Regions from separate parts of the Mus musculus genome. Here region 2 is linked to region 1. A link is a contact called in public ChIA-PET data. All regions are on one chromosome and are shown on one strand. The core of a region is the stretch at or near the end of the contact, and the rest is flanking DNA. Distances in the headings are between cores, read along the strand shown.

Evidence for each region. ChIA-PET counts read pairs in DNA pulled down with a chosen protein or histone mark.
Region 2: a contact with region 1 is called in an SMC1A ChIA-PET map of the G1E-ER4 cell line, with 5 read pairs. The contact joins two enhancer-like sites. A contact is called at or near these places in 1 of 15 datasets of contacts at CTCF or cohesin (the G1E-ER4 cell line), 4 of 484 Hi-C or Micro-C datasets (the G1E-ER4 cell line, female germline stem cells, granulocyte-monocyte progenitors and 1 more) and 3 of 115 datasets of contacts at active chromatin or transcription factors (CD8 T cells, acute myeloid leukemia and effector CD8 T cells).

Annotation. Positions count from the first base shown.
Region 1 is chr9:79,809,193-79,813,046 of GRCm38.p6, forward strand. It overlaps a transcript of Filip1 not described here. Among named protein-coding and RNA genes, the nearest start is that of 4930429F24Rik, 17 kb to the left of the region's middle. Within about 2 kb of position 1,594, at least 74 of the 459 cell types and tissues checked have an H3K27ac peak or open chromatin away from gene starts, as enhancers often do. A contact at or near this core is called in the G1E-ER4 cell line, where this site is marked.
Region 2 is chr9:79,945,781-79,949,634 of GRCm38.p6, forward strand. The region is part of intron 1 of Filip1 (filamin A interacting protein 1); the gene reads right to left. Among named protein-coding and RNA genes, the nearest start is that of Gm35261, 20 kb to the left of the region's middle. Within about 2 kb of position 2,056, at least 19 of the 459 cell types and tissues checked have an H3K27ac peak or open chromatin away from gene starts, as enhancers often do. A contact at or near this core is called in the G1E-ER4 cell line, where this site is marked.

The DNA of each region.
Region 1 (3,854 bases), core at 344-2,843:
CTTGTAGCGGGGTTTTACACCTAGTGAGGAGGACGGCTTTGTTCATAGAAAATTTTACATCAACTTAGAGTGCATGTTTTTGTGACTCCTGCCCCTATCCCCAGCCTGTCCCCATGTTCAATGACTTCCCCTACCAGGGACTCTATGAAGGACCCATTCCAGCTTAGTTCTTCACCTTCCCAAGCTTCTAAATGTCAGCTTTGAACTTGCTACCCTCCAGGTAACTGCAGAAATGCCCTACAAATATCCTGTGTGTCGTTTAGAAGGGAGAACACCTAGCTATTGTTTGTCTTTTTGGCATTTCTGAGTTCCATGAACTACACTGGGATACAATCCTATTATCACATTCAGAGCCCCTGACAGAACATCTGTTTTAAATAGGAAGTTCAATAAACTTCCTCTGTTGGCTTGGACTTGTACGCCTTCTTTTGGATTCAGCTCAGCTAATTAAAAGTACTTCCGATAATCAGTTCTGTCATTTGTTCCAGAAAACTTTTGAACCAGATGATATAATCTCTCTTGGGATTTCATAACCATCGGACCCTTTATCTGATTCCTTCCTCCTCTGCCGTCAGCTCACCATCTCTCCAGGTTCTAGGAGTCGCCAATAATTATGCCTAATAATTTATTTCTCAGGCGAGCCAATCCCAGAACAAGCAAATTTGAACTGCTTCTCTCAGATATAACATCCTCTATAAACAAAAGATGAATGATGGGAAACATGTAAATTTTAAGCCCATGATGCCCAGTTTTTATTATTTCAGGCACATAGGCTAAAAGCTTAAATCTGCCTTTAGATTTAGGAGTGTTTGGGTGGAGGCTCTGGAGAGATGGTTCAGCAGTTAAGGGGGCTTGCTGCTCTTGTAGAATACCTGGGTGCAATTCCCAGCATTCACACTGCAGCTCTTAACTTCACATTACTCCTCTTCTAGGGTAGCAGTTCTCAAGCAATGGGTCAAAACTCCTTTGGCGGGGGGGGGGGGTGGGGGGGGTGAGCGGCGAGGGAAGATCGAAGAACACTGTCACAGGGGCTGTATAACAGATAATTACATTATGATTCACAACAGTAGCAAAATTACAGTTGTGAAGTAGCAATGAAAATAATATGTGGTTGGGGGGGCACTACTACACGAGGAACCATATGAAAGGGTTACAGCATTAGGAAGGCTAAGAAGCCTTCTAAGGAGTCTGATATGTTCTTGTGATCTCCGTGTGCTCCTGCATGCATGTGGTACATGTACATACAACCCTAAAATACGTTTTAGAACTGGGGGCTGGGAAGACAGCCCAGTCCGTGCAGCACTGCCTGGGCGAACATGAGGATCTGAGCTTGATCCCTGGAGTGCATATCCAATGTCGGATGTGATGATGATGTGCTTCTAGTCCCGGCACTAGAGAGGCAAGGAAGGTGACTAGATCTCAGGTGCTCACTCTAGCACCATCAGTGAGCACCAGTCCAATGAGATAACTTGTCTCTAACAGCAGCAGCAGCAACAACCACAACAACCACAAACAATGTGGGGGGCTGGATATGGCTCTGCAGCACTGGCTGCTCCTCCAGAGGACTATGGTTCATTTCCTGAGCAACCATATGGTGACTCATAACCGTGTATAACTTAGCTACAGCTTAGTTCCTCTTTGGCCTCCATTGGCACCAGGTATTATAGTGCACAGTCACACATGCAAACAAAACACCTATACACAAAATAAAGATTTTTAGTTATATTAGAGAGACAAGAAATTCCAGGGTGGGGGGCACTGATCTAGGACATCCTGGCTGTGGGCACAGCAATGGGCAGCACAGGAAAGTTGGCACATGGGAACAGTGAGATACGTCTTGTCTCCCTAGTTTTAGAACCTGCTTCAGGGAAGGTACAAGGCCTCTTTCTATAGAATCGATGGGAAAGTGAATTTTAAAACACAGGACATGGGTTTATTGGTACAGAGACATGAAAGATAAGGAATAAAAAAAAAAAAAAAAAAAAAAAAAGCGGGGGAGGGAGGGCCCAGGTCCTGGGAGAGAAAAACAAGTAAAAACAGTTGAAGCATAAGTCTGCAGGTTAGAGTTAGGTCCCTGGAGCCTGTGGTGGAAAGAGCATCAACTCCTGAAAGCTGTCCTCTGACCTCTTCTTGTGGAGGTAGGGGAGAGGAGATGGGAGGGGAGAGGAGATGGGAGGGGAGGGGAGGGGAGGGGAATGGGAGGGGAAGGAATCTGAGGAGAGGTGAGGCTGGATTCCATTCAGGCAAAAGGACACCAGCTGGGCAGAAGTCTTGGAGGACAACCCGTCCAGCTTGGAGGACAACCCGTCCAGCTTGAGGGAAGCAGGGGCCGCACCAGGAGGGCCTCTGGGAGGAAATAGAAAACTGCTGTGTTTAAGTGTCAGAAAAATCACTGATCGGTGTTTGGCAGATCAAACGGAGTGTTTGGGAAAACTAAAATAGATACATAAAAAAACCAAACAGATGAAAGATTAAAGCAATTATTCCCTGGAAGAAGTGTCGAGGGGAAGAGAACGGGCTGCTAGTGTACAACTGGACTCGGCAGGGAACCATACTCAAATTTTCACTGTACACATTGTATAAACACTTAAACTTCTATCTCCTATATCCAAAAGATGATGTGGTATGGCCATATTGAGAGGTTAAAAGGGGAAGGCTAGAAACCTAAATGGGCACCACCAAGACCATAATAGAAAGACAATACACCTAAAAATCTAGAAATAAGAGGCTCGAATACAAAGCCATTCTTTACAAATATGGAGAAAAATGTTTGATGAAGTGGGTAAGAGTTGGAGAAAACTGTCCCCAAGGAAAACTTAGGGTCAAAAGGAACAAGTAAAGAATGACTATTTTATAGCCTTCTACCATGGACTTGGTACTTAAACAACAAAGACAATGTGCATGAATTGACTTTTTTAAAAAGAAAAATTTGAGGCTGGAAAGATGGCTTAGCAGAGGGCTGAAGGTCAATTAATACACAGCACTTAAGCTGGCAGCTCATAAGTGCTTTTAGCTCCATCTTGGAGAGATCCAACGTCTCTGGCCCATGAAGGGCACCTGCTTTCAAGTGCTCTTACCCACACACGTGCACACAATTAAAAACTATAAAATCCTCTTCCTCCTCTTCCTCCTCTCCCCCCTTTGTGTCTGTGTCTGTGTCTGTGTCTGTGTCTGTGTCTGTGTCTGTGTCTGTGTCTGTGTCTGTGTCTGTGTCTGTGTCTGTGTCTGTGTCTGTCTCTGTCTCTGTCTCTGTCTCTGTCTCTGTCTGCCTCTTTCTCTCTCTGATCTTCAGCCTCTGACACACACCTCTTCCTCTTTTTTATTGCTTCATAGCACACTAGGGCATTACACCGTTCTCCAAGTGCCCAACACAGGACCCCCTCAGCAGCCCCGTGTGCTCCTCTCACCGAGAGTTCCACGGTTTTCTCACCACAGAAGCCCCATTCTTCCCTCTGAATTCCTGAGAAATCCAAGTCTGCTTTACAGCTCGTACTCCTGGGCATGTTTCACCGTCGAAATTACACTCTCCTTAGACTACACCTGAATGCTGGGTCTTGATTTCATTCTTGCAAACAACCAAGTAAGGGATCTGCTAGCACCCTTGATGAATATGCTAGCATCTCAAGAGAGAGACCCCACTGCCACCCATTAGTTTGTCCTCCTGCAAACCTGATAGGAAGCCAGTGAACCCACAGCATCGATGTGACAAGGATGCTGCACAGCGGCTCATAGCAGAGCACACTGGGACCATGTGTGGCAGGTAGTCGCCACCATGATACCCCGATATAGTCAATATAGTCAGTTGATTCACAGGTGTGGAAGATTAGGATCTCCTCTGTAGCTGTGTGGGTTGT
Region 2 (3,854 bases), core at 806-3,305, 140 kb after region 1:
GGAGCAACAGGAAGCATTCTCTCAAAGCCACCTACAAGAACTCTCAGGTAGGCATAGAGGGCTGCTGTACACTTTGACAATCCAGCAGTATCTGTGTGCTTTCATAGTACCCTTCCGTGGAGGGAGCCATTAGCTCTGACCCTACCTTTCAGTTTCCTATGTAGTCTGTTTCCACAATTACCCCCTTGCCCTTTCTCCCTCTTTTTCTCTTTCTCCTCCCCTTCTCCATCCTTGCCTGCAACAAAGGTGAAATCTACAGGCATCTGTTCCCCTCTTACCTTCTCTCCCTCCTCCCCCACCCCATCCCCACTTCTACCAAAGGTGAAGTCTACAGGCATCTGCCCTTTCTGCATATTGACACCTTTAGGGGCCAGCTTTGGCTGCACCACACCGAGACATAATAGTTTAAATACCACCAGTCAGGTCTACATGACAGCTGCGGAGTGACGTGAGCTCCTGAGTCCCCATGTAGCACAAATTTGAACATTTTAGTTTCAGGATTTGTGCACATGGGGCAAAGAATACTAGAAAAAGAGCACAGCTATGTGAGTCACCAACCTAACAGACGGGACACTGGCCCAATCAAGACAATAAATGGCACACAACTAGCTTGCCCTTCTTTTTTTTTTAACATAAAAATTCTTTTAATAATCTTAAAGAGATTTTCTTTTTCCATATAGATATTGATTGTACTCCTCCCAATTTTCCTAATATATTATAGAATTAATCTTAATACAGGAAATTAAATAATTATTCAGCTGTGACCTAATTAAGTATTCCTACTATAGTTTGAACCTGACAAATAAAAGTAAATATTCCTTATTTGAAATCATGAAATCTGAAAATTACCAAATAATTTCGATGAGCAATGACTTTACAAAATACATTGTATAGGTGTAGAGGTACAAAGAGGATGATCAATATTCTCTATAACCATATTTGATTTAAAATTCTCATAATGCAGGTAATGTTAAAAATAATTTAAATTTAATTTTATCAAATTTAATTTTAATTTTATTAAATTAGTCTTTTGTATTCTTTTTTTTTTTAATTAGGTATTTTCCTCGTTTACATTTTCGATGCTATCCCAAAGGTCCCCCATACCCACCCCCCCAATCCCCTACCCACCCACTCCCCCTCTTTGGCCCTGGCGTTCCCCTGTACTGGGGCATATAAAGTTTGCAAGTCCAATGGGCCTCTCTTTGCAGTGATGGCCGACTAGGCCATCTTTAGCTTCTGAGGCGGCGCCATTTTCGGCTCCAGGCTAGCTTGCCCTTCTTGGCAGATTACTATACATCCTGAAGGTCAGGGATTAAAAAAAAGAGTAAGTTGACCAGGTGTAGAAGCACTGGCCTATAATCCCAGCACCTGGGAAGCCAATGTAGGAGGGTCACTGTGAGTTTGAGGCCAGTCTGTTCTACATAGTTTCAGGCCAACCAAGAGTTACATAGTGAGTCTTTCTATCATAGGAGGAGGAGGAGGAGAAGGAGGAGGAGGGAGAGGAAGAGAAGGGAAGAGAGGGAGAAAAGGAGAAGAATAAGAGGAAGATCTTACAAAATATTTTCATCTGAGTCACATAGAAGTGCATCAGTGTGTATGTGCATGTACAGAGAAGGTGGGAAGGAGCCGTGAAGAATAAGCTTTGCACCGCTATTGCTAAAGGAAATCTCCTTTCTCCCTGACTCTAAACTCTAATACCATTTTCTTTCAAATTCAAACCAAGCCTCTTACCCAGTGTGTGCTATTACTCAGAGACTATACACAGAAGGGTAATTCCACACCACTGCTTCAGCCTTACTCAGACAGAGAAGTCACCTTTCTTGCACTCCCTCCTCTGCCTTGCCCACTGTAACAACAGTCACTCAAGAACAGCGGTGGAGGGAAGATCAGGGTGACGAGTGAGAGGGAGGGGCCACATTCTCAGATGCTTATTTTGGTTTTGTTGTCAATGATGTCATTTGTACTTGAGAACTTGACAGTTATATTGGAATAAAAACAAAAATGAAACCAGGCATGACAGCACATCCCTTTAAATCCAGCAGTTGGAAAGCAGAGGCAGGTGAATTTCTGAGCTTTTTGGAGCTGACCTAGTCTACCTAGTGAGCTCTAAGCCAGCCAGTGCTTCAGAGTCAGACCCTGTCTCAAAACAAAAACCACAATAGAAAACCAGAACAACAGCAGCAACAACAACAAAAAACAAAAAAAAAAACTAGAAGACTGAATGTGGAAAAAAATGTGAAGTTGAAATATTTATCTCTTGGCCCAGAGTAGACAAATTGTATTGATGAGAAAGAGATATGCCTGTGACCCAAGAGCTTTAAGGCCAGGGGTGGGGCATGCCTTCTCAACACCTCCTCCCAGGGCACTGCTGCCGGAGTGCACCTCCCATGCTCACCACTGTCTCCCATGTTATCTCAACTACAGTCACGTGAAGAAAGGAATGTACTGTGGTCTTTTATAGATAACTTCTTGGCATTTAATATCCAGTACACAAAAAGGTGGGTGATGAAATCCCTGAGACTATCTTCAAGGGAAAGATGAGGTAGCCTACAGAAGGTAAAATGTTACCAACTATATACTGGACAGAATTAGTATATAGACTCTAGAGTCTACAAAGAACTCCCAAAGTTAAACAGAGAGAGAAAGAGACAGACAGACACATACACACACACACAGAGAGAGAGAGAGAGAGAGAGAGAGAGAGAGAGAGAGGAAAGCCATCCTTATGGACTGGACAGATGGCACAGTGATTAAGAGCACTGGCTGCTCTTCCACAAGACCCGAGCTCAATTCCTAGAACCCCCGTGATGGCTTTTAATCATCTGTAAGTGCAGTTCTAGGGGATCTTACACTATCTTCTCAAAACACAAACACAAGGCATACATGTGGTACATAGACACACATGCAGGCAACACATAAAATGATAATAATGAATTAACAAATAGTTATTAAGAATTGCAGATGGGCAATATAGATATTCAAAACTGTTCAGCATCCTCAGCCAGAGAGGAGATACAAAATGAAAACTGATTTGCGATTCTATATCACCCCAGTCAGAATGGCTATCATTGGGGGAAAAATATGACAAATGCTGTCAAAAATACAAGGAAAGAGGAGCTCTTATTCACTGCTGATGGACAATAAACTGGAGCAGCACCGTAAAGGTTTCTGGAGTTCTTTAAAAACTAAAAATGGAATTACTATAATGAGCTGTGCACATCACTCCTGAGCATCTATTCCAAATCAGCCTACCAAGAAGATGCTTGCATTTCTGTGTTTACTGAAGCACTACTCACTGTAGCCAAGGTACGGAATCCTCTACATGCTCGCCAACAAGTGAATGTGCACAGAAAGGAGTCTCATCCACCTCGAAAGAACTGCGGAATTATATATTATTTGCAAGAAAATGGGTAGTCCCAGAGATGGTCACATTAAATGTTTTTTAAATATTTATAAATAAATAAATATTATGTTTTTCTCTTATGTCAAATATACACTTAAGTGTGTGTGTGTGTGTGTGTGTGTGTGTGAGATAAAAATCGAAAGGGAACTGTAGGGGTGAGTGGAGGGGGAGGGAGAACATCGTATATCTTCTCTGATATGTGGGATCACACACGTGTGCACATCATTTGGCACACTAAAAATTTTAATAAAATGTCATTGAAGTCAGTGAAATATCCTGTTCTGTCATAAGTGTATTAGCTGCATACAGTGGCTGGGGTGAGACTAAAGAAAATGAGAAGCACCTGGTCCTTCCCAAGGGAAAACATGGCACAACATCTTTTTCTCACATAAATACATAATTTGGGGTTGCTCAATTAAAACAGCTAAAAATTGGCAATGTACGTAAGTTT